Linked DNA regions of Mus musculus: all the other regions are linked to region 6. Evidence: chromatin contacts called from public ChIA-PET, Hi-C, HiCAR-type and promoter capture Hi-C data. All regions are on one chromosome and are shown on one strand. Each heading gives the region's core, a stretch centred on a gene start, on an enhancer-like site or on the middle of the called end of the contact. The rest is flanking DNA. Distances are from core to core; before and after follow the strand shown.

What was found. Promoter capture Hi-C pulls out the DNA fragments that hold promoters and counts their contacts. A called contact is a pair of places that touch in the nucleus more often than the background predicts. ChIA-PET counts read pairs in DNA pulled down with a chosen protein or histone mark. HiCAR-type assays count read pairs that join an accessible place to other places. Capture Hi-C pulls out chosen DNA fragments and counts their contacts.
Region 1: a contact with region 6 is called in an RNA polymerase II ChIA-PET map of memory CD8 T cells, with 205 read pairs. The contact joins the promoter of Lbh here to the promoter of Ehd3 in region 6. A contact is called at or near these places in 11 of 39 promoter capture datasets (the 3T3-L1 cell line, the C10 cell line, cranial neural crest and 7 more), 4 of 484 Hi-C or Micro-C datasets (CD4 T cells and CD8 T cells), 10 of 115 datasets of contacts at active chromatin or transcription factors (astrocytes, double positive thymocytes, memory CD8 T cells and 7 more) and 1 of 9 other capture datasets (adipose tissue).
Region 2: a contact with region 6 is called in a HiCAR-type map of astrocytes, with 3 times the contacts expected there. The contact joins the promoter of Lclat1 here to the promoter of Ehd3 in region 6. A contact is called at or near these places in 5 of 39 promoter capture datasets (the 3T3-L1 cell line, embryonic stem cells, hippocampal neurons and 2 more), 3 of 484 Hi-C or Micro-C datasets (CD4 T cells, memory CD8 T cells and muscle stem cells) and 3 of 115 datasets of contacts at active chromatin or transcription factors (astrocytes, memory CD8 T cells and pancreatic cancer cells).
Region 3: a promoter capture Hi-C map of pancreatic islet shows a contact between it and region 6. The contact joins the promoter of Yipf4 here to the promoter of Ehd3 in region 6. A contact is called at or near these places in 1 of 39 promoter capture datasets (cranial neural crest), 2 of 115 datasets of contacts at active chromatin or transcription factors (astrocytes and memory CD8 T cells) and 1 of 9 other capture datasets (pancreatic islet).
Region 4: a HiCAR-type map of astrocytes shows a contact between it and region 6, with 4 times the contacts expected there. The contact joins the enhancer-like site here to the promoter of Ehd3 in region 6. A contact is called at or near these places in 3 of 39 promoter capture datasets (the C10 cell line, hippocampal neurons and stem cell-derived epiblast-like cells), 2 of 115 datasets of contacts at active chromatin or transcription factors (astrocytes and pancreatic cancer cells) and 1 of 9 other capture datasets (adipose tissue).
Region 5: a Hi-C map of uterus shows a contact between it and region 6, with 4 times the contacts expected there. The contact joins the promoter of Ypel5 here to the promoter of Ehd3 in region 6. A contact is called at or near these places in 11 of 39 promoter capture datasets (the C10 cell line, HPC-7-derived erythroid cells, cranial neural crest and 8 more), 6 of 484 Hi-C or Micro-C datasets (CD4 T cells, CD8 T cells, cerebral cortex and 3 more), 13 of 115 datasets of contacts at active chromatin or transcription factors (the NIH/3T3 cell line, SST interneurons, bone marrow-derived macrophages and 10 more) and 3 of 9 other capture datasets (adipose tissue, embryonic stem cells and liver).
Region 7: a contact with region 6 is called in a promoter capture Hi-C map of hippocampal neurons, with 6 times the contacts expected there. The contact joins the enhancer-like site here to the promoter of Ehd3 in region 6. A contact is called at or near these places in 6 of 39 promoter capture datasets (embryonic stem cells, hippocampal neurons, liver and 1 more), 1 of 15 datasets of contacts at CTCF or cohesin (the NIH/3T3 cell line) and 1 of 115 datasets of contacts at active chromatin or transcription factors (astrocytes).

What each region holds. Positions count from the first base shown.
Region 1 is chr17:72,916,940-72,919,639 of GRCm38.p6, forward strand. It overlaps Lbh (limb-bud and heart), which reads left to right and starts at 1,366. Exons shown (of 3, transcript NM_029999.4): 1 at 1,366-1,639. The coding sequence starts at 1,614. It overlaps Gm30375 (predicted gene, 30375), which reads right to left and starts at 1,216. Exons shown (of 2, transcript NR_168598.1): 1 at 1-1,216.
Region 2 is chr17:73,106,675-73,109,454 of GRCm38.p6, forward strand. Lclat1 (lysocardiolipin acyltransferase 1) reads left to right here and starts at 1,311. Exons shown (of 6, transcript NM_001177967.1): 1 at 1,311-1,482.
Region 3 is chr17:74,488,123-74,490,822 of GRCm38.p6, forward strand. It overlaps Yipf4 (Yip1 domain family, member 4), which reads left to right and starts at 1,371. Exons shown (of 6, transcript NM_026417.4): 1 at 1,371-1,672. The coding sequence starts at 1,594.
Region 4 is chr17:72,954,315-72,957,014 of GRCm38.p6, forward strand. No RefSeq gene overlaps it. Among named protein-coding and RNA genes, the nearest start is that of Gm23649, 32 kb to the right of the region's middle. Within about 2 kb of position 1,432, at least 55 of the 459 cell types and tissues checked have an H3K27ac peak or open chromatin away from gene starts, as enhancers often do. A contact at or near this core is called in astrocytes and pancreatic cancer cells, where this site is marked.
Region 5 is chr17:72,835,340-72,838,039 of GRCm38.p6, forward strand. It overlaps Ypel5 (yippee like 5), which reads left to right and starts at 1,289. Exons shown (of 3, transcript NM_027166.6): 1 at 1,289-1,452.
Region 6 is chr17:73,803,484-73,806,276 of GRCm38.p6, forward strand. It overlaps Ehd3 (EH-domain containing 3), which reads left to right and starts at 1,358. Exons shown (of 6, transcript NM_020578.3): 1 at 1,358-1,986. The coding sequence starts at 1,760.
Region 7 is chr17:72,812,821-72,815,520 of GRCm38.p6, forward strand. No RefSeq gene overlaps it. Among named protein-coding and RNA genes, the nearest start is that of Ypel5, 22 kb to the right of the region's middle. Within about 2 kb of position 1,266, at least 15 of the 459 cell types and tissues checked have an H3K27ac peak or open chromatin away from gene starts, as enhancers often do. A contact at or near this core is called in hippocampal neurons, where this site is marked.

The DNA of each region.
Region 1 (2,700 bases), core at 116-2,615, 890 kb before region 6:
GACAGCCTCCTGCGTTTTTCTGATTACAGGGCTTATGAAATACGGCTCTTTTAGGACGCTCCAGTTTTTACTCAGGATGTATATAGGTACGCATAGTTGGGAAAGCAGTTATTGCAAAGTTGCTCTTAGAAAGAGTAGATGCTGAAAATTATGAGGTCCTCTTTCTCAACATCCGCGTGGCCCCTGCTACTGAAAACTCGTCTCTTGATGCCAGCAGCTTTTTGCTGGATATAACCAGTACGCTTTTCTTTCAGGGTGCAGACTTATTTTAAATCACATTTAATTGTGTTTAGTTTTCGACCACGGCTCTCCCTTTCCCCAGTCCCTTTATGCACATAGGTCAAGGTTAGGAAGCTGTTTTACAAGAGTAATTGAAACAGAGGCCACAGCGGGGCAGCGCTGGGTACTGAGTCAGACTCCGTTCTTCCTGGCTGTAGGGGCTGCACAGCAGTTTAGTCTCCAAGATAGACACCGGAACTGCAATTCCTGGGCTATGAAGGAGTCAGTCTCTCAACTCTGTGTTTTCTATCAGATGGGCTCTGGGAGCTAAGGCTAGCCGGGTGTACTTGTATTCCGCTCGTTCTCCTCACCCTCTACTCCCAATGCAAACCGTATATGCTACTCTGTGTGTGTGTGTGTGTGTGTGTGTGTGCACACGCAAGCGCGCTCGCGCAACGGAAAAACCCTAGTAAGACACCACATCCTTTCTCCCACAAACAGAACCCTCCATGGACTCCAGGACCGCAGACTTTTAGAAAGCCAACAATGCCCCCTCCGGCATGGGTGCCTCCAGCCCCGCAGCTGTGCAGCCTTCTTTCCCATCTTTTCCTTTTTCCCCCGGCCCCGCCACGATCGGGATGCCACAGGCGATAATGTCCAAGAGAGGCCTACTTTGCATGGATGACCAGTGAAGGGTCCTGAGATGTGGAAGTCACAGAGAACCCGACAGCGGGCGCTCGGATGGAAGAATGGCGCCCTCCCCCGGCGATCTGTCTCTTCCCGCGTGGGCCCCCATTCCTTCCTCACGCCCACCCATCCCCGTAGCCCTTAGAGTCCCTGTGTTCAGAGAGGGGGCTGCGGACGCTGCGGATTTATGGTCAGGAAGCTGCGTTGACATTGAACTCCAGCTCGGGAACACGCGTGTGTGTCAACGGTGGGGAGGGGGGCGGGCTCGTAGCTGCTGGGAGCCAGCTCAGGCAGGGTGCAGAGCCCGGCTGGTCCCCGCCGCCGCCCGCGGGAGCTATGAGCGCTGAAGCCATTCATGATTTTGGTGACGTTATTCTAAGAGTGGGCGAGGAGAGGCGGGGCCGCTCGCCGACAAGCCCCGCCCCTCCCTTATAAATGCTGCTTCCCGGGCTCTTTGTGGGACCCGGAGATCGGTGGAGAGCGGAGAGCTTGGTCTGCACTGCCTACGCCGTTGGCAGCGAGGCTGTCTCCGGAAGGCGGACCGGCGCTAGCCCAGTACCCGCTCTCGGCTGCCCGCTGCTCTCCTCTGCGCCCCTGCCAATCTCATTCAGGACTCAGTGACTGGTTTTTTTTTGTTTGTTTGTTTGTTTTGTTTTGTTTTGTTTTTCTTAATCACAAGGGCGTGGGTCAGCCTCCCCTAGGACTTCATGTCTGTATATTTCCCCATTCACTGGTGAGTATCCTGCGCCTTTGGCGGCCGCCAGTTTAACCCGGGTGGCTGCGCAGCCCGGCAGCCTCCTAGTGCCGGCTCCGGGTACGAGGCCGGAGAGTGGCACGGACACCCAGTGCGGGTTAACCCGCCAGCCTCAGCCCCTGCAGGAGTCGACGTCAAGGTTGCAAAGCTGGAGGTTGGGGGAGGCGGTGCTGAGAGCATCCAGACAAAGGAAGTGAACTCGGAACCTTCACTTAAGTGGCGGCCAGAGGGCGTGGATATGGTGGCGTTGGGTGGGGAGAACCTGGGGTCCCACCTGAAGCCCCCTAAGGAAACCCTGTCCGCTGAGGGCCACAGGAGATGAGTCCTGCTTGGTGCAGGGGGCTCCGGTTTCCCGGGCCCCTCCCCTTCTCCTTTTTGTTTGCACGCAAGTCTCGGCGTCGAGGATGGCTGCAGAGGGGCCGAGCTGGTGCAGCCGCTGGGTTTGCAGAGCTTCTGGGGGAGGGAGGATGCTGGGGAGACGCTCTCCGCACAAACAAGCCACAAGCATCAGGGTGCAAACTACACCCTCACAACCCCTGCCCTCTCCGTTGTCCCTTAAATCCAACGCGCCTTTGTGGAGGGCCGGGGCTAGGAAGGAGCAAGCTCTCCCAGTGCCAGATTGGAAGAAGCCGGCCACTGCTGAGTCGGGGGCTGCAGAGATTTGCCTGCAGCCGGGGAAGATCGGGTGTGGAGGATCAGAGCCGAGAAGGATGGGGGACAGGCCCCTAGCTGCTGGGACGTGCGCGCCAGCTGCTTCTTCCTTCCTGCTGTGGTGTAGAGGAGGGGCGCTACAGGGAGGCGAGCACCCGTGGTCCTGGAGCGCGCTCGCAGGTGCCAGCCTTGGAGAGCCAGACCCGGGTCCAATGCAAGGTCTGAACCCGGGGAGAGCGGCGCTATTCTGCTTAGCCCAGGAACTCTGAAAGTTCGTGTTTCTCAGTTTAACTTTTTGGGCCCGCGCCACAGTTCCAAAAAGGAACAGACGCCGCTACAGGAGACGACGACCCTGGTCTTAACCCTGTAATGCTATTGACTCTCTTCTT
Region 2 (2,780 bases), core at 61-2,560, 700 kb before region 6:
CAATTGTGGCACATCTCAAACACTTAAGTATTGAATAAAGGTAAAGGAGAGGTAACGCTGGCTCTGAGCGCGAAGGCACCTTGCATTTGTTTTTTAAAATTTAGAGTCTTGCAGAGGCAGTCTCCTGGCTCTGTTATGGGGACTGCTGGGACTACAGGCATGTACTACCACACAAGGCTACCCTGAACTTAAAAATTCATTTCTCTCTGTTTCATGTTAAATAAACAGATTAAATGAATAAACATAAATGAAAAGCTGTTGAAAGGCTCTGTCGGCTATGTGTGGACATTTCATATTTTTAAAGATGTCTATTATCTGTTAAAAGTCAGCAAGAAGGTATTGTGCAGGGGAAACGCAAAGAGGTTAAATTAACCAGTCTCTAGCATCCAGGTGCTTAGTCTGGTAGGTTTGGAGCCAGATCCAACACTGTAGAAAGGCACAAAGACCTTTCCAAAAGAGTGTCCTACAAAACCAAACCAAACCAAACCAAACTTAAAAAAAAAAAAAAAAACCCAAAAAACCAACAAACAGAAAAAAAAAAAAAAACCAAAAAAACCAACAAACAGAAAAAAAAAAAAAACCCAAAAAACCAAACAACAACAACAACAACGACAAAAACCCGACAGCAACATAAAAACTGATTGGGCCATCCAGAAGAGGAAACGTTGAGACTTGAGCAAACACTGCGAATTAGCAACAGTTGCGCACCACAGAACCTGGAGTTGCTTTTTGACTTGGGGCAAGAAAATAACGCTTGTCATTTAGTGTCTCTGCGTTTTCCATCCTGCAACTTTAGGGGTTGAATGAAGGTGCGTTTAGTTTTACACCATCAGGAACCTGGCTCTAGAACTGACTGCGTGATCATTTGCTCTTTACATGAGGCAAGAAAGTAAGAGTTGTAAATGATTGCCTCCGATTTATTTTCCATGAGGTAACCTCAGGCGTTGAAGGTGTCTTGAGTTTTGTGCCAGCAGAAACTCAGGCTCTAGAATTGGCTGGATACTAAATTGCCCTTTGATTCCTGACGTAAACGTTAGGCTTGCAAATGAGTGCTCTAGCTTTGCCATCCCCCTACGCAACCACTAGATTCCCCGGAGACCACCGCTTGAGTTCTCATTTTTGGTTTCTTGCTCCTCTACCCCTACCAGCTTTGGCAGGCATCTGCGCCTGGCCACACTGATCTGGGGCGCGGTTCCTTTAAAGGAGCTTAGACGACGCCCGGGGTCTCTCCCCACTGCGGAGCAGGGGCGGAGCGCCCGGTTCAAGGGCTTCCCACGCAGCCGGAGACGCCTTGCGTCACTGCGCCAGGAGCCAATCAGGGTGGAGCCCGGAGGGACGCATTACTAAGGCGACGGGGCTCGACGCCTCCCCGCTTCGGGATGAATTAGCGGCGGGTTCTTCTCCCAGGTTGTGACCCCCGTGGAGTCGCTGTCTCGCCCCAGTGTCCCCGCGACGTCGCGCGTTTCCCCCGGTGTGTCCCAGGTGCGCGGCCCGCGGTGTCAGGTGTGGGCTTCGGCGCGGGAACATGGCGGCAGCCAAGGGATTTTTTTTTCCCGAGTGGGCGGATGGAGAGCTGCGGCTCGGCGGCTTTTCCCCGGAGCAGGCCTCCTCGGGTGGGCCCTGGGGGACGGACACTGGCGGGAATTGGGTGGAGGGCTTAGGGCGATCGGCTCTTGGGAGGGAGGCCGAAGCCTCCAGAGCTGATCAGGATGCGGGGGCGAGGAGCGTCGGGTGCCCCTTCTGTGCTCACCTTCCTGTCCACACCACACCTCGGTGAAACCCGGGAGCTGCCGGGTCCCCCTACACCGCCTACGGTGTGTCAGGGTCCAGATTCCAGGAGCACAAGGCTTTCCAGGGGTCGCCACGTGAACGGCCCACAAGAGAGTTTTTCAGGGTTCAAGCAGTTTGTTTCTTGCAGGTGACAGAGGTGTGCCCTAGGTCTAGGTGGCAGTGCCACAGAAAGAACGATAGGCCACATTGAAGGCTGACTTCGAGTCCAATTTTCCTTTTTATTGGCATTCGCTCTAGCTAAGGGCTGGCCTCTCATGGTCCTTGCCTCTGCCCTTGTATTGGTGCGATAACAGGCGTGCTTCACCACGCCCACCTGGCAGGTTTGGTCTCTCAGGTTGTATCTTTTTTGTTGTTCTTTTTTTGTTTGTTTTTGTTTTTGTTTTTTTTTTCGAGACAGTGTTTCTCTGTATAGTCCTGGCTGTCACTTTGTATCACTATGTAGACCAGGCTGGCCTCAAACTCAGAAATCTGCCTCTGCCTCCGAAATGCTGTGATTAAAGGCGTGCTCCACCACGCCCGGCTTCTCAAGTTGTATCTTAACATCTAAGATTATGTTTGACCAGAAGCAATAAAGACAAGGCATAAGGTGTTTCTTTGTGGTTGTGGAGCTGTTTTGTTTCCTGGTTCTTGCCTGAAGGCTTAGTCGCCTCTGATTGGATGTAGACAGAGCTGAGTTTTACATTCAGTTAAGTCCAAGGAAAGTATTGAAAAAGAAATTGGTGAAGGCCTTACCAAGATAAAATGCTTCCCATTCATACCCATCACGTGTTTCGGGAAAGAAACCCCCTGTCACAAAAAGTTTAAAGAGTTGGATGGGCTACTTTTTAAAATACTATTTTGATGAAAGACTTTGCAAAATTCATGTATTAAAAAATTTGTATTTGTGTATGCGAGGCTGCATGAGTTTATATTCACCACACAGTGTGGTGACACTGGAGCTGGAGTTTCAGATGGTTTTTGAGTCACCTAATGTGGGTGTGGGGAACCCA
Region 3 (2,700 bases), core at 121-2,620, 680 kb after region 6:
TACAAAAGGCTGCCTCTGATGCACAGTGGCAAGCTGTGAAGGCTTGGCCTATATAAATGGTATGGCACATGTACACAGGAAGACTACTCCACCTGTGGTAACAGTGGAAATAAATTGAATTTGGCCGCTGGTGATGACATGGCTGCTGTCGCTGTTAACAAAGCTGGGCTAGGGGAGTACCAGGCTAAGGAATGTGGGTGGCACTCGGTTTACCAACATACACACATATACAGAAGTTTAGAAAAATGAAAAGCAAAATTTAAGATTATAAACATAGACGAGTAACTAGGAAGTTGGTTTAGAGGTTAAGAGCTCTTGCTCTCTTGTAGAGACTTGAGTTTGGGTTCCCAGAACCCGCATTGGGTGTCTGCAGGAACCGCAGTTCTGAAGGATCTGAAGCCCTCTTGTGCCTTCTGCAGGCATCTGCACACACACATACCCTCAAGCACACACGCATAGCCTTTAAAAATAAAAACCGGGCTGGAGAGATGGCTCAGTGGTTAAGAGCACCGAATACTCTTTCAGAGGTCCTGAGTTCAATTCCCAGCAATCACATGGTGGCTCACAACCATCTGTCACGGGATCCAATGCCCTCTTCCTGTGTGTCTGAAGAGAGCAATGGTGGTGTACTCTTGTATAAAATAAATAAATTAATCTTAAAGAAATAATAAAAACGTAGGTGAATTTGCAAACTTTGGGTAGTTTATTAGGGAACAGATGAAATCAGCAGCAGGCAAAAAGCAAGGGCTTCTTTGCCCTAATTTATCCTTTCTGGACTGCTGCCTTCTTCATAAATTAATTTGGCCAGAGTACTTAAACCGTAGGTGGAAATTTACAGCTTTACAATGACCATTCTCCGGCCTCTTAATTTTGTTGATAAGGAGACTAAGCTTTGTCACGACACATAATTTCGTAAACATCCTATATAATTAATATATAGAATTATTGTGGCAGAATCTTGTGGTCGGAAATGAGGGGTTGAAGTCCTAAAACTTAAGTAGTTTGTGTGTGTGTTGTGTGTGTGTGTGTGTGTTGTTTTTTTTTTTTTCCTTTGAAAAAAAAAGGGCCTCACTTTTTTGCCAATGCTGCCTCGGCCTCTCTAGGAGTTCCGGGAATTACAAGCGTGAGCCATCAAACGACTAAGCTCTCAAATTGTGTTAAACAACAACGAAGAAGATATGTTTATAAAAACTCAAACAGGGAAAAAGGTAGACAGAATTATTTAAGTAAACAGCTGATGAGGGCGGAACAGAGATTTCAGAGGCCACTTCCGGTGTTGGAGTGGTTTCCGGAATCAACACAGAAACAGCCAATCAGAATCTTCTCGCGGGAGCCAATAGTCGAGCAGATTACAAACAGCCAATCCCGGCGGCGCTGTCACTGTTATGGTCCTGTCAGGGCCCCGGCGTCGTGGTGCTTGGGTGCTCGCCACCGGCTGGCCTCGGGTGCGACCTGGTCGGCAGCCAGAGGCTGCGCTTAGCTCGCGCGTCCCCTCCCTCGGCCGAGCCCGCGCCTCCTGGCTCGCAGGCCGCCCCTTAGCAGGTCGTCCCGGAGCCCCGGGCCCAGCCGCTCGTCAGCACCGAGGCCGGCGGGATGCAGCCTCCGGGCCCGCCCCCGGCCTATGCGCCTGCCAACGGGGACTTCACCTTTGTGTCTTCGGCGGACGCGGAAGGTGAGGCCGAGGCTGACCTCCGGGGCTCCGGGGCGGGGGGTTGGCAGAGCTGGGGGACTCCGCCCCTGTGCTCCCTGGGCCTTCCCGGAGGCCTCTGGGGACGAGGCAGGGTGCGGGGCGCCGGCGCTGCGGGCTGGGGTCCCCGGGTGTCCTGGTTCACCAGGGAACCCGCCGATCTGGTGGAAGGAGTTCTTTCTGAACTCCGCTCCGCAGTTACTCAAAAGAGTGAGGGATCTAAGGGAGAACAAAGTGGGGCTGTGTGGCTCTGCTATTAATAGGAAAACCTTCCCGACTGAGGTGACTTTTGGCAGGTTATGGAAAACTTACTTGAAAGGAGACGTGCTTTTATTTATTTATTTTTAATTGAACTTGATTTCTTGCCCAGATCCCTGGGTCCACACAGTTTGTAGTGTTTGGTCCCAGTGTTCAAAAAACTGTATTCAGGAGCATTTGAAACTTGAGGAATTCAACTTAGTGTTCCCAACAGTGTCTATAGACTTGGCTTGTACTGTTTGGAGCAAGCGACTGTGCTTGCTTAAAACAAAACAAACAACAACAAAAACAGGGAGAAAAAAAAAAAACAAAAAACGTTTCTACTGTGGGAAATTTCCCCCACCCCTCATTAGTTCAACTCCTTGTAACCTGGTTTTGGATTTTGCTTTTATTTAATCTTATTTACTTACCAGGGACCAGATTTTTGACTGCCCAATATGAAAAAACAAGTTGATTTCGATATAGACATGGAAATACCTGGTGATGAACCCCTTCGACCCCAGCACTTGAAAAGCAGAGGCAGAGAGATACCTGAATTAAAGGCCAGCTTAGACTACACAGTTATCAAGTTCTCTGCCTGCCGGGGTTACATACTGAAACCCTGTCTCAACAAAGTAGAAAAGAAATTTCAGTTTAAAGATGAACGTGAGTTTTCTCAGAAATCTGATTTCTTTCTTTCTTTTTTTTTTTTTTTGTCTTTTCGAGACAGGGTTTCTCTGTGTAGCCCTGGCTGTCCTGGAACTCACTTTGTAGAC
Region 4 (2,700 bases), core at 182-2,681, 850 kb before region 6:
ACCAGGTGATAGAATTCATATATGTGTGTGTGTGTGTGTGTGTGTGTGTGTGTGTGTGTGTGTGTGTGTTCTGTTTCTCTGGAGAATGACAAGTAAAGCAATTGTGTTGATACTCTAAGGAGCCCTGTGTCCCATTGCCTCTGGGACAACAGAGAAAACAGATATTGGTGACGTTCCAGCCAATTTTGCCTCTGGTCACTCCCTAGAACATCTGTTTCCCAGTGACCAGTTCATGGGTAGAGCAGCTTTTTGTTAGCAGCCAGCATCTTAGTAGCTGGTAGAGTTACTATCCAGGGCTCTCCCACATTGCCATAGCTTCAGATATACGATTGTCTTCCTTACAGGGATACAGCAAGGCCAGACGCTGATGGAAAGCAGTCTTTGCTGGGATGAGAAAACAGATTTTGGAATTCTAGGATCTTCGTTCCAAACCTGATTCCCTCCCTGCTCACTGAGCAGCCATGTGACATAGCTCTTTCTGCTTCAGACTCCTCAGCTCTTAATTGGAAGAAGGCCGTGAATCTGTTTCTAGTACCCTCTTCGGCCACATACCAACATCCAAAGATGTTCTACTCTCATACATACAGTGGTGAAGTATTTGCATAGAAGCTACACAAGTCCTTCTGTACTCGTTGAGTCAACTCCAGACTACTTACAACACTTCACACGATGTGCATGCTATGTAAATAATTGTTATACTATATTATTTGCTGAATAACGACAGGAACAACCATGTGTATAGGTTTAGTACAGAAATAATTTTAAAAAGCAGTTTCAATCCAGGCTGAGGGTGTTGAGAGGGGTCTGTGAACTATTTGTTGTTAGATCACATCGGGCATGAATATGCAGACGGCATTGGGCACTTCTCTGTTGTTGTGGAGATGATAGGAAATAGAGCCTGCTGGAAGAATTGGTTAGCAGAGCTGCTGGCCTGTACAAGGTACTCGCCAAGTATTGCATTCTGTCTCTTTCCCGATAGCTGCCTTTCTCTGCCAACCCCACCATCTCTGTATTTATCCTTCAACTCAGGCACAAAGGAGTGTGGGATAGGGCCAGGGTCAGGCCAGAATTCTCAACCCTCAACTGCCTTCTTTCCCACTCTTTTCAACAGAGCCCTCTCAACACCCACACTCTAAACCCTTGCTGAAACCCCTAGGATCAAGAAACCAGAAACCCCCAGGCTTGGGCAGTTGTCTTAGGTGTTGCTGGTGGGAGAGAGAATTTCTGGCACATGCACTGCTCTTGCCGGCCCCAGTTCATAATCTGCCATGGATAATCATTGTTTATCAATGCTGGAAAAAATGACTACAATTACATTGCACACATCAACACAAAGGGAAAAGAAAAGTGCTGGTGGAATGTCTGAGTCACCCTGTGGAGTCTTTAAATTACATTCACTGTGGCCCTCTCCTTCCTGTATCCTTGCCCTGCAGGGGGAAGGGCAGGGCTGAGTGTCTGCTGCTTGCCAGCTTGGCCAGCCTGGCCAGCCTGGCCAGCCTGGCAGGCCACCCCATGCAGACCACACAAGACTCACTTTGCATCTTAAAACGACCCATGCAGAACTATCAGAGGGACCTGAGGGGACTGGAGAACCATCCTTTGATAGCCAGTGACATTATATTCAGAGATAAACTGGAGACGTGGGCATGTCATTCACACATACATGAAAGCCCTGCACAATGAGAGGACATAGAAGTCAACAAGGAGACACTGCTGTCACATGAAATGGCACCATCACTGTTGTATGCCTGTTGGAAAAAGAGTCGATTGGGCTAGGGAGATGGCTTGGGTGATAGAGTCCTTGTTACATAAACATGAAGACTTTTATCCCATAGCTGCAGAGCCCATACACAAAAGGCTGAGTACCCAGGTCTGAGAAGGTTGAACCAGGAGGATCCCTGGAGTTTGCTGGCTGGCTTTCCTTGCCACACTAGTGAGCTCCAGGTTCAGTGAGAGACTCTGACTCAAAACAAATAAAAGTACCAGATATTTATCTCCAGCCTCCACATGCATATTACACGCGCGCCCGCGCGCGCGCACACGCACGCACACACACACACACACACACACACACACACACACACTCTCTCTCTCTCTCTGTTTCACTAAGAATAATATGGGAAGATGCTGACAATACAGGGTACCCTCCCTCCCAGGGTAGCGATGTACCTGTTAAGCCACCAGATTTATGCATTCTACTATATCATCTGAGGCAATCCACAAGGCCCCAGGCACCTGAACACTGGGCAGATATTAAAAAGCTGATCGCTAAGGTCACATTGTAAATGCACAAGGAATTTTAAAGCATTTGGGGCTTGGACTTGAAGCCACTTGAGAACCCAATGGAACCTATAGACATCTTCTCCACGGATGCCAACAGGTTGATTACAGATTTCGGTCATGGGATGGGAAATTGGAACATTACACTAGACACACTTGCTGTCTGAGAAGACCTTTGGTTCCTGGACACTTTTGTCACACCTTACACTTTCTGTGAGTCTCTAAAATTTGATCTTTGAAAACTGGTGGGTGCTTGGAAAAATAAGAAGCAGTTCACATACTCAGGCCAGTGGGTTCTTGTCCCAGGTCAGAGGTACCACATTCCTTCCCCAGAGCTTCTCTTTCCCAGTCCAGAAAACTGGACCAGGCTAAGCTCAGAACAAGTGCCTATGATTGGGGCTTGGCGGGAACTTGGCCTCT
Region 5 (2,700 bases), core at 39-2,538, 970 kb before region 6:
TCTCGAGACACTATGTAGCTTTGGTTGTCCTGAAACTCACTCTAGACTAAAGGCATGTTCTACAAAACCAGGCCACAGTAACTCTTTATTTTATAAATGAATGAAAAGTACTGAAGGATTTAGGGTTAAGTATCAGGGTTTTGTCAGAACACATATTCTATGCTACAAATTTCAAGTGCTAGTATATATATATGTGTATAATTTATATATTTTATGTTTATTTAATACATGAAATATTTTGAGGTATTTCTGTCATCTTTATGGACAGCCAACAGAGATTTAATTACCTGGGAAAGCCAACGGAATGGCAAAAATTTTCCAACTTATCTTAAACATGGTGAGGGAGGGCTAAGGGGACAGCTGTCTTTTTCAACAAGACAGTTGATCTCCACATAAAAGACTTAAGTTTTTGAGAATTACTTCAACGGTCAAGAGAAAACTTGGGCCGGGCGTGGTGGCACACGCCTTTAAGCCCAGCACTTGGGAGGCAGAGGCAGGCGAATTTCTGAGTTCGAGGCCAGCCTGGTCTACAGAGTGAGTTCCAGGCTGTCCAGAAACCCTGTTTCGAAAAACAAAGAGATAGAGACAGAAACAGAGAGAGGGAAGAGAAGAGAAAACTTGGAAAGTTTGTAAATAGAACCAAGCACGCTGAAAAAAACCTTGTTTACAATGAATTCCTATATACCGAGACACAAAGAGTTCGGGATTTGTTTAAGGCAATTCGTGTAAGCCAAGAGAAAGTGGCCTGATGGGATGGTAAAACGGGCATTTCAACCTAGGTAGCCCTTTAACCTCAATACCAGCGTTGACTAGAAAACAGCCTCTTGTTTTCGCTTCTTCTAGGCTTCCTTGGCTATCAGGAAGCTATGGCCTCAGCCGCCAGCAGGTGACGCCGATGACGGGCAATGAGTCCCAGCTGCCGCAATTACCAAGGCTGAGGCGTCTCCTTTAAGAAGCTGACTCACGTGGATGCTGTGTTGTGTGCGCTCAGCTGGGAGTGGGGGGCGGGTCCTCACTCTCACTACATTGGCCGCCTCGGCCGAGGAGGCAGACTTAGCCTCCTTGATTGGCCGTAAGGATGCAAGGTGTCGAATTAGAGGCGGGGCGAGCGGCGAGGAGTCCGCCCATCCGCTGCGGCTTCGGGGTGGGGTGGGCGGCGGAGTGTAAGCGGGCAAGGGTGGGGGGAGGGCGAGCCCGAGAAGGGGCGGGGCCCGGCGGAAGGGGCAGAGTGCCAGGGAGAGGGGCGGAGCCTAGAAATGAAGGGCGCTGCGGGCCAACCGGGAGAGCCGCCTGAAGGGAGGGCGGGGCCACGCCCGGTGATTGACGCCGAGGCCCGACCGAGGAGAGGCGGGGCCAAGGCCTGACTAAACCTGAAGACTTGGGAGGCCGAGGTGGGCTTCGACCCAGCTGAGGAGCGAAGAGCTGCTGGCAGCGCCGATTCCCAGCACGCCGGTGAGTACGGCGGTGGGCGCCGGGATCGGAGTCGGCTGGGGCTCGAAGCCCTTGGGCCGGCGGCTTCGAAGCCTTCGGGGAGCGGCCCGGGGCGGGGGCCCAGGCAGGAAGTGCCTCTTCCCCTTCTCCACTCGTCCAGGGTCCTGGCCGGGCCACCAGGGCAATTCTCAGGACTGTGGGGCCGTGGGGCCGCGGGGCCGGGCCGGGCGGTCCTTCTTTGTGAGGCTGTGGCGCGGCGGCCGCCGCCGACCCGCCCCCGCCGCGCAGCGGAGCGCTCCGCGAGCCCACAACAGCCGCGACCCCCTTAGCGACCCGCGGCCCCCGCCCGCCCGCCGCCCTCGGCGCCTGTCGCCTGGGCCGCCGGTCCGCAGACAGCTCTCTCCGTGACACCCCCACTTCCTAGGCCGCCCCGCCCCCACAGCCGCCGTCCCCGCCGCAGCGTCGGGGGCGCGCCCGGGCTCCGATTCGGGGCCGGCCCGCGGGCCCGCGCTCCAGGGCCGCGCTCGCACCCCGCCCGCCCCGCCGCTCCGGAGGCTCGACTCGTGCTCGGGTGTCTGGGCTGTGGGCCGTGCCCGCCTCGTCGGTGCTAGCCCCTATCACGCTGCCCTCTGGACCCTGGGCGTGGGGAACACTGCCCGGTAGCCTGCGGGTGCCGAGCGCCCGGTCGCCCGCGCCTGCCCAGCTGTTCCGCCTGTGTTTGTTGTGCCGAGGAGGCCCCGCCGCCGCCGCCGCGCGCTCCGCCTTGCGCCGGGCGATTGGCTGGAGGGAGTCACGTGGGCGCGATCAGCTGGGCCGGCTGCGGGCGGTCGGCTTGGCGCAGACCCCGGTGCTGCTCGGGGAGCGGACCGGGAGGCTCTTTCCTGCTGGCTGCGGTGGGCACGCTCCTGCACACCCCGTTACTCCACGCTGCTGTGCAGGTTGGTAGGAAGCCTGAGTGTTGCCAGCGGGAGTGGGAAGCCGCAGTAGTACCCAGGTCTGTTTCATCCGGACGCCAGACTGATCTCCTTTTGGAGTGACAGGAAGGAAAGGTGTGCGACTCATTTATTTTTTATTTTTAAACTTTTTGTTTCTGTTTCCAGAGCCCTCTTGGAAATCTTGAGGATTTTTATTTCTGGTGGCTTTTGACAGATGGAAAATCTGAAAGTAATTTCAGGCTTGCCTTGCTTTTGGAAAATAACTGAACTTGGCTGGTTCAGGTCAACCGACCTTATCAGATCGGTTTTTTTTTTTTTTTTTTTTTTTTTTTTT
Region 6 (2,793 bases), core at 108-2,607:
TCCCAGACTCCCCAGCTCGACCTAGTCCATTAGCTCCTTATCTTGTTGGTGGAAGGGAGGGCAGTGGGAGCCCTCTGCCTTAGGAGAGAGGAAAGGCTTGCCACCTCACTGGTTAGAATCCTTCTAGAACTGTCATTGACTTTGTTCCTTGTTGCTGCCCCACCCTTTGCCACATCTGGCCAATGTCTCATCACTGTTCTTGGCATTGCTGGCAATGGCACGATCTTCCTCAGAGGGGCGCTACAATGTTGCTTCCTGAGATCTCAGCAACCCCTGTGCTTGGTGAGCATTTTGTTACATAGCAATTATTGGTAATGATATTCTTATGGGTTTCCCATTTCTTGTTTGGCTCCTATCTTGGTGTGCACATTCTTCCATGCCTGTTCCCATCATACATTTCACGATCTACCATTTTGGATGTAGCTCTGCCAAAATCTTTACACTGCTCTGGATTGTTTTTAAGAAGGCTTTTTATGTGACCTCAAATGCCTTCCAGTCTTCTCTCAGCTCATCCTTGAAGAGACATCTCACAGCCATGTTTCCTGTAATGCCTTCAAATTGACCACGAAAAAAGCAAAAGATGGTTCTGCTTGCTTGCTTGCTTTTTTTTTTATTCTTATTTTTATTTAATTTAATTTTTTTTTTTTTTTGAGACAGGGTTTCTCTGTGTAGCCCTGGCTATCCTGGAACTCGCTTTGTAGACCAGGCTGGCCTCAAACTCAGAAATTTGCCTGCCTCTTTTCGTGTCTGTTGTAATTCTACCCTGCTACATCTCCTAAAAGGCTCCTCAAAGACTCAGCTTTGTATGTAGTTGTGTCAAATTAGGTCGCTGCCCCTTAGCACTCCCTGCCTGTGTGTGTTTTGCTGGTTTTACCTACCGTATTGAGTGGGAGAGAGGGGGAGGAGAGAAAGAGGAAAGCCGTTTTTGTTTGTTGTTTGTTTTTCACTTCACCTCAGGCCTGGTGAAAAGATAAGTTACTGATTTTTTGGTTATTTTATGTCACTTGTCAGGGGCACCTTCTTTCCATGCCCCAAGGAAAATACAGTAGAATTTTCCCCAAATGGGTCCCAATATTAGTATCCCCAGGGAACTGACCTCAGTAACCAAAGGAACTGAGTCTCAAAACGGTAGAGTAGGTCAAGGCTGTCTTAGTCTCCGTCCTTGAGAGGGCGCTGCTCCCAAGTCAAATCCCCAGGGCTGGGAAAGAAATGCCTGCGCTTTCCCACAGGACTCTGGCAGCAGCTTTTTGCAGATAGAGTCCGCGCGGCCGCAGAGCGCCTGCCCATAGACATGGCGGCGCCCTCCTTGGCTTCGCGTCGCCCTGACCGTGGAGCTGGCCGGGTTTTGCCAGTTCTCGGGGACTTCCTGCACGTCTGGCATTTAAACGCGCGCCGGGGGCGGCGGGATGCTGCTGCGGATGCGGAGCTGTGTGAGCCGCTGCCTACCCGGCGCAGCCTGGGCTCCGCAGTAGCGGAGCTCGAGCATCCTTTAGTCATCTATCTGGGGAGACCTGGAACTCAGGCTTCGGCTTCCCGGCAGGTTTGTCTTTAATTTCCAAGGTTGCAGTTCTCTTGACACAATCCACAGCATCCTTCTCTCCAACCGGGCTGTGGATGAACCTGGGACTGGACTGAATCCAGCAGCTGGGGCAGCCCGGGCCATGGTGCGTCTGAGCCCCGAGCTCTGGTAAGGCAGTAGTGGCGGCGTTGTTCGAGCTAGGCGGGTGCCACTCCCGGGAGCTTCCTCCCAGCTGTCACAATGTTCAGTTGGCTGGGTAACGATGATCGCCGCAAGAAGGACCCTGAGGTCTTCCAGACGGTGAGCGATGGACTCAAAAAACTCTACAAGACCAAGCTGCTGCCTCTGGAAGAGTATTACCGCTTCCACGAGTTCCACTCGCCCGCCCTGGAAGATGCTGATTTCGACAACAAGCCCATGGTCCTGTTGGTGGGCCAGTACTCTACCGGCAAGACCACCTTCATCAGGTGAGCCTCATCTGGGTGCTGAGCCTTCCGGGTGACGTGGAAAGTCTTCCATTAAGGGCTCTGAAGAAATCCCTGTGGGAGGCCTCAAAAGTTGATCCTACTACCGAGTCCCCCATTGATTCCTATATGATGTCCCTCCTCAGTTCTTAGCCCTGGTCATTTTATTAAGAGTCATCCCTGTTGTCTGATCTGGGCACTGAAACTGAGGCACAGAAGGAACCAGACTCCTAATGAAGGTGGGGATACCGTAACCCTCCTTTTGACTAGAATCTCTTATCTCGTGAAGGGCTTGGGATTATCCCGGGGAGCCTTACCTTTGCAGCCGAGTTGTTCTCATGGTCGCGGGCCTGGGGATGGGGGTGAACTGGAGACCCTGGGGTCATTTATTCTTTTACCGTTTTTCCTTCTCTCTGACAGTGCTTTTAGGGCTGTCTCTTAGAGAAGCAGAATACTTTTAATAAGTTTCTTCTTTGAACTTAATAGTTCAATAATAATAATAATAATAATAATAATAATAATAATAATAATAATAATAAAGCAGCTTACAGAAGTAGAGGAGATACTAAGATGCCTCATCTGGCCCTTGACTTTGCAGGTGAGATAGCAGAGGTGATGGGAGGATACGTGATGGTTTAGAGCTGCACAAGATGGAAGCAGCCCTCGGTGCCTGTGAAAAATGTTAGCTACGTGCCTGTAACTTTAACAGGGAGTCTTCCATTCCGTTGAATGATAGATTTTGGGGGCTGCAAGCATTCAGAGAGAAAGTCAGAAAAATCCAATAGCTCTGAAGAACAGGCCTCTCTCAAT
Region 7 (2,700 bases), core at 16-2,515, 990 kb before region 6:
CTCTTTCTCTCTCTCTGTCTCTCTAGCACTTAAAAATAAATACTATCAAAAAGAACCCTGTTAGCTGGGTCTAGGTGTGGTAGAGCATTTGAGAGTCAGAGATGGGTAGATATCTGTGAGTTCAAAGCCAGTCTGGTCTACATAGTGAGTTCTCAGCCAGCCAGAACTACATGGTAAGACCCTGTCTCCAAAATAAAAGCAGCCTGTTATATGCAGAATAAACCCCATCTTTGCTAGAAGAAGTCCTGGAGTGATTCCAGACAGCTAGAACTGCCCAAGTTCAAAAAGCCCCTTACCTCCAGGGCTCCTGAGTACTGCAGTTCTTTATGTTCACTAGTATGGCTGGTGACAGGCCATGTGCTCATCCCTCACTAAAACTAGGTCAGTCACACAAGCCTTGTGGGCCTCAAACTTTCCATGTTAGTAGTCACAGGGACATATGTGGGACAGATGCTTAAAGAAAAAACTGGTGTCTTTTTGTTATTGTTGTTTTTGTTTCTCTGTGTAACAGCCCTGACTTTGTAGACCAGGCTGGCTTTGAACTCACAGAGATCTGAGTGCCTCTGCCTCCCCAGTTGCTGGGATTAAAAGGCATGTACCTCCATGCCCAGCTAAAACGGGTTTCTTAAATAATGGCTCTTCTGGAAAGCCTGTGGCTCCCACTGGACCTGCGCAGAGGGTGAGTCCTTGCTAATCTCTCAGCTAGGTTCCTCATCCATCCTCTCTCTCCCCTTGCCAGCTCCAGCCCCACAGGGTGCTCTCAGAACAGCAATTTAGCAGCTGCTACTGGGCTCTGGGCTGTGCTCACTGCAGGTGACAAGAATCACTGGCCTGAGGAATGGGACATCCCAGCATGCTTTGCCAGACAAACCTCAGTCCCTAGGTCAGCTAGAATATTGGTGTTCTCTCAGCAGGGATCCAAAGCTGTAATTAACTCACACTGCACTTGGTCTAACTCCAGGAGGCTTTCTCCTCCTTCCCTACATAGAATCCATGGCCAGGTATTCCTATTCGATCCTGAAAGCAGACCACCTGTGGTGAAATAGCAGGACCTTCCCACATCAAATTGCAAATGCTTGAGAGGCTTTTAGGCTAGGTTTATGTTTTTCCTTTTTACCACTCCCCATTTCACACGGGCCTGACCGTTCAGATCTGCTGCATAAACACATATTTAGCTTCCCTCCGATCATCCTAGATGGATGGCTAGGGCTTCCAAATGCCAGTTGAATGATCTGTGCACTTTCTTTCATCAGGGGGGGAAAGGCTGCCATCTAGTGCCCGACAGGGGAAGTGTGTGCTCGAGGGGTGCCGAGTTAAGTCTGAGCAAGTACACTGAACCTTTCCCTGCCAACCTCCAGGAAGATTGGTGACAGCTTGTCACACACTCAGGCAGGATGCATACATTAAGATGCTAAGAAAGTGGCAGGTTAGAGCATTCTTCCCTAGTGCGGAATGACGAGCTGTCCTGCTCTACCACAGACCCGGGGTACTAAGAATAGAAGACTTCAGAACTGACATCTGCCAAAGCTCAGGAAAACAGCAACAAATTGGTCTCCCACCACGTCCGGAGAGATGAAATGGCTCCATAGCAGAAGCTCAGGGGAACAAGAGACGTCAGACTTCTAACTATGGGCAGAAGACTTCTGGAAAATGTTGGCCTGTGGAAAAGATTACATTTTGTGGTATTCAGTAGGAATATGGTGAGCCAGGAAGTAGACACTTTATGGGGTTGTGGTGTAAATAACTATAATATCGTGATCAAGAGACTGGAATGAGGGGCTGGAGATGGTTCAGTGGTTAAGAACACTGGCTGTTCTATCAGAGGTTCAGGATTCAATTTCCAATACCCACATGGCTCACAACTGTCTGTAACTGTAGATGGGTCAGCAGGAAAAGATGCTTGCCTGACAACTGAGCTCCATCCCTGTGGTGGAAGGGGAGTTATCCTCTGACCTCCACATGTGTGCCCACCACACACACACTAATGTAAACAGAGGAAGAGACCAAGGGCTGCTCCACAGCCTCCAGACTGAAGGATGACGTTAACAAGTCTTTTCCAACTCCCAAGGCAAGACCCTGACTTGGACCAGTACCTGATAGATCCCAGCAGCCGACCAAGCCTCGGGGCAGCTCTCGCTGCTTCCCACTGGCCACAGACTAGACTCCATCTTCTGTCTACTTCAGGTTTCTACTGTCTGCTTCACCTGCTGCTGCTCTCCGTAGCCGCTGGTCCTTACCTCTGTGGGCTGGGCACAGAGTGAGAGACTGGGCACAGTTAGAAGGAGTTACGAGATGCTTCGTGAGCAGGGTCTTGCTCCAGCAGGCCTGACGCATGCATGCGAGGCTGGAAAGTGCTGTGGCTTCCCGGCTTCCCTTTACTTCCCAGCCATGGCCCCAGACTTTTCACCACTGCTGGAGTCAAAGAACTAAATGGGGCTGGGGAGAGATCTCAGAATGCACGCACGGTTTCTGCCATGTAAGCTGGATGATCTGAGCTCAAATCCCTACCACCGTGTCAAAGAACAGGGGATGGTAAGACATGCAATTCCAGCACTGGGGAGGTCGAGATAGGGGGATCCCTGGGACACAATAACCAGACTAGCCTAAAATATCAAGCTCTCCGGCCTTACACATGTGCACACACATCTTTATAATTCAGGTATCCAAATGTAAACACAGACACACACACACTATCTTCTT